2 separate regions of the Sus scrofa genome follow, and region 1 is linked to region 2. A link is a contact called in public HiChIP or PLAC-seq data. All regions are on one chromosome and are shown on one strand. Each heading gives the region's core, a stretch centred on a gene start, on an enhancer-like site or on the middle of the called end of the contact. The rest is flanking DNA. Distances are from core to core; before and after follow the strand shown. Region 1 overlaps STK24 (serine/threonine-protein kinase 24). Region 2 has its middle 85 kb from the start of IPO5.

What was found. HiChIP or PLAC-seq counts read pairs in DNA pulled down with a chosen protein or histone mark.
Region 1: an H3K27ac HiChIP or PLAC-seq map of alveolar macrophages shows a contact between it and region 2. The contact joins two enhancer-like sites.

What each region holds. Positions count from the first base shown.
Region 1 is chr11:67,548,222-67,552,955 of Sscrofa11.1, forward strand. The region is part of intron 1 of STK24 (serine/threonine-protein kinase 24); the gene reads right to left. Among named protein-coding and RNA genes, the nearest start is that of STK24, 15 kb to the right of the region's middle. Within about 2 kb of position 2,465, at least 10 of the 83 cell types and tissues checked have an H3K27ac peak or open chromatin away from gene starts, as enhancers often do. A contact at or near this core is called in alveolar macrophages, where this site is marked.
Region 2 is chr11:66,932,504-66,936,978 of Sscrofa11.1, forward strand. No RefSeq gene overlaps it. Among named protein-coding and RNA genes, the nearest start is that of IPO5, 85 kb to the right of the region's middle. Within about 2 kb of position 2,783, at least 17 of the 83 cell types and tissues checked have an H3K27ac peak or open chromatin away from gene starts, as enhancers often do. A contact at or near this core is called in alveolar macrophages, where this site is marked.

The DNA of each region.
Region 1 (4,734 bases), core at 1,215-3,714, 620 kb after region 2:
GCCTCATACTTCCTTCTACAACTCCATGATCCCAGGGAAATGTACGTTCACACACGTGCCTCTGCTATGAGATGATAAGGCCTCTGAAGGCAGGGCTACCGCTCATCCTCCGGATCCCAGGCCAGGACAGTGTCGGCCACACGGCAGATCCCCCGGCAGCCCGCACCGCCACTCTTATATCATGCCACCCGTTTTCCACGGCTGGATAGTCTACCTATTAGATATCTATTTAGATCAACACACATTCTTTCGTCCTCTGATTAAGAAAGGCTGCTGCGCACGAACTAGTAGAAATGTTTTCCCAACGCAGCCAAAATCAACTTTAAAAAGAGGAACAGGGAGTTCCCGTCGTGGCGCAGTGGTTAACGAATCCGACTAGGAACCATGAGGTTGCGGGTTCGGTCCCTGCCCTTGCTCAGTGGGTTAATGATCCGGCGTTGCCATGAGCTGTGGTGTAGGTTGCAGACGCAGCTCGGATCCCGAGTTGCTGTGGCTCTGGCGTAGGCCGGGGGCTGCAGCTCCGATTGGACCCCTAGCCTGGGAACCTCCATATGCCGCGGGAGCGGCCCAAAGAAATAGCAAAAAGACAAAAAAAAAAAAAAAAAAAAAAGAGGAACAGGACTCTCTCACTGAGAACTTCTCAAAGAAATGCAGCCCAGAGGGTGCCCCACCACAGCTGCAGGATGAGGAAGGCATTAAAGGATGGAGGACAAAGGGACTGGAGGTGACAGCGAGGCCCAGCAAAGCCCAGGAGACCCAGGTCAACTCAGAAGCGTTGCACAGGGCCAGTCCTGGGCCAAGAAAAGTCAGGTCTTCCTGCTCCGATTCTCTCATACCAACTAGCTTCCTGCCTTCCGAACCAGGAACTAACTCCTAAAGCAAAGCTCCGTTAGACTTTTCTCGCCTAGCTTCACAACTTAACTGCTGTTTTATGAAATTCGTTTCTGTAAGAAAACATGCGAGATTTCCAAACAACAAACTTACAAACAACATACGAAATGTACTTGGGAACAGCCCTATTTCAAACTATTTCTGACACATGAAAAAAATCTGCTTCTTCTTGCATCGAACTTTAACAGTGGTGATGGTGGAAATAAACTACAAACTGCAACGTTACTAAGTCCCTCGTTAACTCTAATGCTACAAAGTCAAGGGCCACATTGGCGCCACTGCTACACAGTGTTTCAGCTTAAAACAGCCAAGAGCCTCACAAAGTCTGACAACGCTCTTCATCAACGGTTCTATCCGACAAGCTTCCCTTTCTGTGATCACTGTGCTAAGAGTTGAACAACTAAAGACACTCAGTCATAATAAAGAAGAAAAACTTCAATGTGTATAAAGAAAAAAGCTGTGGCTCAGTGGATTAGGCACCCAGCACTGTGTGAGGACACAGGTTTGATCCCTGGCCTCACTCCGGGGGTTAAGGATCCCCCGTTGCCGTGGCTGTGGCCTAGGCCGGCGGCTGCAGCTCCAATTCAACCCCTCGCCCAGGAGGTTCCACATGCCGCAGGTGCAGCCCGAAAAGACAAGCAAAAAGCAAGCACATTCTAGCAAAATGCAGTAATGCTGTATTTTCATATTATTTCCTTTTATTTTTCAAGTTTTTCTATACATTAAATATACAGATGGTAGAAGGGCGAGAGTATAGGTCCATGGCCATCATCCAAAATCCCCAAGGCCTCTGACAACCAAGAGTTTTTCCTGCCTCTCTTGGAGGGAAGATGTTCCCTGGTCTGAGTCCTCGTGGCAGGAGAAGCTGAAGCAATGCGGGGCGATCCACAGCCTCCGCCTCCCAGAGGCGCCTCCTCGGCCGGCAGACCCTCACTCGCACGTGCACCGTGCGGGAAACAGGAATTCACGGAATGACCTCAATGCTGACCGCCCAGCCGCTCAAAACACACACGCTGCACATCTATGAAAAAGCAGGACCCTCCTAGTTTGGGGGGGAACGTCCACGCCCACCCATCATTTTAGGTCACGACATTTGCACTTGTTCTCATCCTGTGCACTTCTGCAGGTTCCACCACTTTTCATTAAGTCAAAGGCTAGAAAGAGCCACCCAGGACGTCAGGGCCATCTGAAAACCGGAGCATCTACCCCGCACACAAGACGTGGATCCGAAGAAGATGAAGGCACCCCCCCCCCCCGGGCCAGGCAACGCCTGCTTCATCCACAGGGGAGAGAGAGCCCGAAAGGAGGGGGTTTGCTGGTCTGAGTTAATGCTCACGGTAACACCCCCGTGTACACACCCACAGAAGCTGCGGGGCCCCCGCCCCAAGCGAGGCCCGCGGTTTAGGATACAGCTGTGACGGGGAAGGGGCCCCGCGTGAACACCATCGCTGAGTATCTGGCTTCCTGCTGTAAGCGCAGCGGCCGGAACCCGCAAAACGCGGGCAGTGACACCCGTCACCGCGCTGCCCAGTAACGCTGCTGCTGCTGCTGCTGCTGCTGCTGCTGCGGGGGCGGGAGGGTGACGAAGTCTTCCTTTCTCCAAAGGCCAAAAGAAAGCAAAGCAATGCTATCTAACCACGCCAACGAGGAATGTGCCTCTGGCCAGAACTCCGAGTCCTAAGGATGGGGGCACGCCTTCCACGAAAGAGGGGGGTCAGGCACGCCATCCAAATCATCAGGTGGAAGCTGTGCCACGATGGGGGACGACACTTACGGCCCGTTCTGGGCGGAAAACAATACCCAAGCGCACCGCGCAGAAGTACCCTTATCTAAAGACACACACGAGAGAGCAGACGCCACAGCTGGAAAATGAGCGAGGAGGAAGCGGATCTATTCAAGCACTGGGATTACAGGTGCTTTTGCTTTAAAAATAGTGTAGTGGCGGTGGAGGGAGGGGGTTTTTCCATTGCGGGCACGGGGCTGCCTTCTGTCCCATCATCAAACCCCTACTGCACACTAGTTTTAATAGACTGTGTGCAGACAACCTGCAGTGGGAAAGGGGCTCCACGCCTGCAGATAAGCACCCCAAAGCCCTCCGCTCAAAGGGCCTTCCCAGTGCACATACCCCAGCACAAGCAAGCGGGACCATCGCTGCTCTGATGCAAAAGACCAACCAAGAGAGGGAGCATTTTCACAGGATTCCAACAACAGCCTAATCTGACCCACGACAGCTAACATCGTAAGGAACAATCTATGCAACAGGCCAGGTATAAAAACATTGAGAATTTTACCATTTTGAAAAGGCTAAAAGTACTTCCCCACCCATCTTTATAACTCTGCCCTCCAATTATTTTCCAGGACATTGAGGATTTTGTTCCTCTTGGAAATATAAAAGAAATCCCAATTCTGTTCCTTTGCAAATACAAAGAGGAAAAATTCTTTCTGACCAGGCGCGCTACACCACAAGCTTCTCTGAGGCTCCCTACTGATGCAGGTATCATCAGATTCTCCAGATATCCGTGAAGAAAACAAATAAAAGAGCACGTTTTGTACACATACACGCGCACATATGAATATTTATTTCTTTTGAGGAGGGTTGAGAAGGCCTCCTCCTCTCAAGAAACCCTCTGCTTCACATACACAGTAATTCATCCAAGAGAAAGACAACAGGCAGCTCACCGCGAAAAGCGCTCGCCACTTAAAAACTACTTTCTTCTCTGTGACCCCTTCACAGGATGGGGTAACGGAACCCCTTCCCACACCATCTAGGGCCACACCCCGGTGCCAGGGCTAACGGCCCCCGGCCCCCCGGGAGTGTGACCTGAGACCCCCACCACTGGCAGGTGTGCAGTTTCAGCCACACACACACACACAGCACAGATAAATGCAGGCAGGCTGTGTGACCTGGCCAGGAAATGCAAGCAGTTTCACTTAATGTAAACCCTTCAGGTTTTCCTGCGGAAGACAATGTGGAGGCAGGCATTCTGAATGACACAAACAGGGGGGTCTAGAAGCACCTCAGATTCTTTATTACCAAAGAAAAGAGAAGAACCCAAACCTCACAACTACCTTTCCTGACAGTCCATTCCCTAGGTCTGCTTAACATCCAGCCTTATACTGGAAAAAGCCAATAATGAACTGAAGAAACACACTTTGAAAAAGTCCCCTACCCCCCTCCCCCCAAAAAACCATCTTCAAATGATCAAGTCTGGTAAGATCAAAGTCTAGCTAATCATAAGACACTTTTTTTTTTTTTTTTCGCTTTTTAGGGCCACACCCACCGCGTGTGGAGATTCCCAGGCTAGGGGTCTAATCCGAGCTACAGCTGCCGGCCTACACCACAGCCACAGCAACGACACCACAGCCACGTCTGCGACCTACACCACAGCTCTCACCAACACTGGATCCTTAACCCACTGAGCGAGGCCAGGGATCGAACCTGTGTCCTCATGGATACTAGTCGGATTCGTTTCTGCTGCACCACGATGGGAACTCCAATAAGACACTCTAATAAAAGACTGCTAATACAGAAGTACAGATCAGTTATTGAATTAAAGATCAAGTCAACAAAACTGTGACATGCCAAACATTTAAAAGACCATTAGTCCGGAACATTATTCTCAGTGCAGAGACAAGAGTATATCGTAAGTGCTAAGGAGAACAGCCAGAGAAAAGAAAAAGGACTTTGCCCAAAGAGAGCCCCGTTCCCTACCTGTGCACTCACCCCCAAGCAGGCGCACCTTCCCTGGGGGGTCTCCCCTTACAATCCCATTGGGAAAAAAGAGGAAGTTCCCATCGTGGCTCAGTGGTTAACTAACCCCACTGGTATCCATGAGGACGCAG
Region 2 (4,475 bases), core at 1,533-4,032:
GGTTCTGTTATAAACTGTTTAAAAATAAGAAAGTTCTGAAATCAGAATAGTACTAGGCATTCTTCACACCAAAAAGTGTTGATGGAAGATTTCCATTTATTGTTACAATTAATTTGTAGGAAAATAAGTTACTACCACACTATTTTTCAGTGTTGGTGTTACTTCTTTTGAAAGATTTGGATTCCTTCCTCCCTTTAAAAGCTCACTATGATTTTGCAAAACATATTTGGTCCATAATCCATTTGATTTTTGTAATTCGATCACATTTCAGTACTCTAAGCAGTTTGATGACACCAACTATTTCAACACGATTCAGGATGGGGGAGTTCCTGCCGTGGCTCAGCAGTTAACGAACCTGACTGGTATCCATGAGGAGGCAGGTTCGATCCCTGGCCTTGCTCAGTGGGTTAAGGATCTGGGTTGCCATGAGCTGTGGTGTAGGTTGCAGACGCAGCTCGGATCCCACATGGCTGTGGCCCTGGCATAGGCTGGCGGCTACAGCTCCAATTGGACCCCTAGCCTGGGAACCTCCATATGCCACAGGTGCAGCCCTAAAAAAGAGAGAGACAAAAAAAAAAATCAGGATACATGTTCGTTAAAATGTCAAAATATCTATTCATTTTAAAATGTGAATTATTATCATTTCAAATGTGCTACTTCAATTCTTTCCAGAACATCCAGTTCTGTGTATAGAGAGATGCAATCCCGAGCCATCCTTGGTAGAAAATGTCCTGAGCTGTTCTGCTTGCCTCGAAGAAGTGTCTGTAATGAGGCAGTTTTGCGTTCTTAAAATCTCATTTTTAGATTTCTTTTTTCTTTTTTGGCCACCCCATGGTATATGGAATTCCCAGGTTCCCAGGCCAGGGATCAGATCTGGGCTGCAATGCCAGATCCTTAACCCACCGTGCCAGGCCAGGGATCAAACCTGTATCCCAGCATTCCAAAGAGACACTGCCAGTCCTGTTGCACCACAGCAGAAATTCCTCAAAATCTTATTTTTGTCCGAGATGTTCAGGGAGCCTAGCTTTCTCTCAGCAGTGCTACCTGGACCCTGTGGTAACGAGACTAGTAACGGAAGCCGTGTTAGTACCATGGTAATAACCTGAGCTATCAAACCAAGACATTGTCTATTTTGGTCACTCCTCCCACAGGTGTCATCAACAGACACCCAATGAAACTGGCTCAGTCAAAGGAGAGAACTGATTGGCTCTTCGAATAACTATCCGGTCTGGGGGCCCAAGGCCATGCCTGGCTTCAGACACCACTGAATTCTGTGGCTCAGCACAGAAGACCCGGCATCCTCTACGTGAACATCGCCCCTCCCCAGGGGAAGTGGGAACACCTTCTCTGGAGCCTGGAAGAATGGGGTTGGTGCTGGCATACTGAGCATCAGTGACTATTCAAGGCTTAACATATGTCGGACCCAGACTAGAATACTTGAATAAAGGATGGATACAGGAGTGGCTGGGTGGATGGATGGATGGATGGAAGGATGGACGGATGGACAATGGACATACAGGATGGGAAGGATGGTGGGCATTCAGAGCATGCTAAAGAGCTAGGAATCTGGTACAGAAGTCACAGTTGACAGAAGTCATTATATTTAATAGTAATATAATTCTACAGAGAAAAATATCAGCTTATTCAACTTACATGTGACATGTATTTGCAAATCCCAGGAAGAGAACCTCATCCCATTTTACAAAAAGTGCTCCTGGGAGTTCCCGCAGTGGCACAGTGGGTTAAAGATCTGACTGCAACAGCTTGGGTCCCAGCAGAGGTGCGGGTTTGATCCTGACCCAGCGCAGAGGGTTGAGGATCTGGTGTTGCTGCAGCTGTTGTGTAGTTCACAGCTCGGATTCAGTCCCTGGCCGGGGAACTTCCACTTGCCTCAGGCGCAAGAGTGTGACATCCTGCAGTGGCCCAGGGAGAAGGGATGAGGCGGGTGCTGGCCAGCGGCCCCTTGCAGGGACTCTTGGCTCATTGTTTTCTGTTTCTTTCAGCTGCTTTGTGGCCTTAGCTCACCTTCCTCTCCACCTCATTTCATCCCCCCGCTTCTCCCCAACCCTTCACGATGTCTGATGTCGCAGGTTCTCCTCTATCTGGGCACCGATTAGGAGGGTGCCTGCTACACAGAGAGGCTGATAGACATTTGTCAATATTCATCAATGGCATTGCGTGTCCTTAATTCCCTCTAGTCCCTAATGCCCCCAGCTGCCCCAAATATCAAAATAACAGGGTGAGATGTGACATATTCATCTGTAACCAGAGAGAAATACAGCCTGCTTGCAAATGACTTGAGATCTAGCTTAGTCCTGCAAAAAGCAAAAAGCCTTGAAGAGAAAATAGCAAAATTTCCTAAAAACACCTATTCGCCTCCAACTCGCTGAGGTCCCAAACTGTGCTCTGTCTCCCAAAACCAAACACTGGTAGAGTTTTCTGAGCTGGCTCCTGGGCACCATCCCCGCCTCCGCTTCCCCGAACTCTCCTCTCGCTCCCCTCCCGCCGGTCTCACCGTGCAGGTAAATCCCAGCTTCCTCAATAAATGACAAGTTTCCCAGACCTACTCTCCACTTCCTTCCCCTGATCAGCACAATCAAGGCGTGGGAAGTAGAAGGCAGGGAAAATGTCGGAATCACTGTCCTTTGGTATCTATCCCATGAGATTCGCTGCGATTCGTTTTCACCAAAGCGCCTTGATTTCGTTTGTGGCATGCAGTGGCAATCTTGGAGCCCCTTTGCGCATCGTCGGTGATGTGCACGAATGGGTCGCTAGGTGGCGATCTAGCACCGCTACCAGCCCTTCCCTCTCCGCGCTCCAGGAGAACAGAAGATGAATCCACGCTCGCTGGCTCGGGAAATCATTACCAACTTTCCTTTCCTATCAGAAGCCACCCAACCTTCTGTCAGGTGGCAAAGCGAGCCAGGTAACAGGCCTCTAAAGTCTGTTCAAGTTAATGATTTATTGATTTTTGTTGGCTGGTGTTTTCACTTAATCCTTGGTTTGATTTAACTGAGCTCTGGGAGTTTTTCCTCTTGATGGTCAAGCTTGCTAGAATGCTAAACGAAGAAAAACAAACCTCCTTGTTTGTAATCATCTACCTTGGGACCAGTAGTTCTGCGGATCCTAATGGAGGGAACTAGCTCTTGGGGTCTGTGTGGTTCAGATGAGAAGCAAGCAGTACTGCTTAGGGGAAAAGAGTGACTGACTCCTCAGGTGAAGCAATTCCTGTCCCCTAGCTGGGCTCCTAAGTCTCCGCATCTGTTTGCACAAGTCATCTGTCACAAGGGAGGCCAGCTGAGCGTTGCAGCAACCCTGTGCCTGCTACCAGGAAGCCTGGGAGGGTGAGTCAGCGCCTCAATTTCATATGCAAGTCACAGCCACCACTAATCCATCACAAAAAAAAAAAAAAAAAAAGGGCTTGTTGAGTTTCCTGAAAGGTCCAGATCCTTGGAGCCACCTGCTGAAGATTATGAAGCCACCAGCTTATTTCACAATCAATCTGATTTACGGCGTAACTGCAGATGAAAGCAAACAGACCATAATACAATATGATGCTTACACATATCAAGTCATCCTGAGGGAAATCTAAGCTGCACTGGGTTTTTTTTGTGTTTTGTTCTGTCATAGCATGTTCTAGAAGTCACGTGTGTCAACTTTAGCAGGGGTAAGGCACCAGCAGGACTCTAAAATAAGGGGAGAGGTGGAGCGGAGCTTGCCCTAGAGTTCTTAAAAGGGGCAGACCTCAGAGCCTCTGTGTTCTCAGGGTGAGGGGTGAGGCTGTCCAGGCAAGAGGAGACCAGGGGAGCCCTACCCCGGTGCCTCTCACCTCCTGCAGTGGCAGCCCCAGGAATTGAAATAGCTGAGCTGTAAGAGCTGTATCCCTACCCCAGGGAAGGCAGGGACTGGTCCTCCCTCGGTCAGCATCACACAGCATCCCTCCATCAGAGGATGCAGGACCAGGTGTCCTGCACTTGGGAGGCCAGCACTTGTGGAGGTGAAGGACATGCAGCTCAAAGAAGCAAGTGGGAGCTGAAATCTAGCCCAGGTTTCACCTGCCAAGTCACGGGTCCACAGGGCTATGTCTGCCCAGCAAGACATCCTTTCTAGATTGCAGGAGGTCTCTGGAGGGCTTGGAGGTGGCTCTGACAATTCACAGCCAGAAGGAGCAAGTGGCAAGAGAAAACTAACTTTAAAATCGGGCTTTGCCACCAACCACCTACCCTCATCCTAGGACCCTATAACCCTCGGGGAGGGGGAACCCCAAGAAGGATTTACTAACTTTTTCCCTAGTCGGGAGCATAAGATTTGGGATTAGTTTTAGTTCTTTAAAGAGACGAGACCATGTTTGTACCCCCAGTTTGTGAAGTAGCTCATATCAATAACACTCAGAATAATGCTAATTTTTAAAGAAAAACTGGAAAATGCCACACAGTATTGGTGAAGCTTCAAAACATGAAATCCTATTAGTCTTT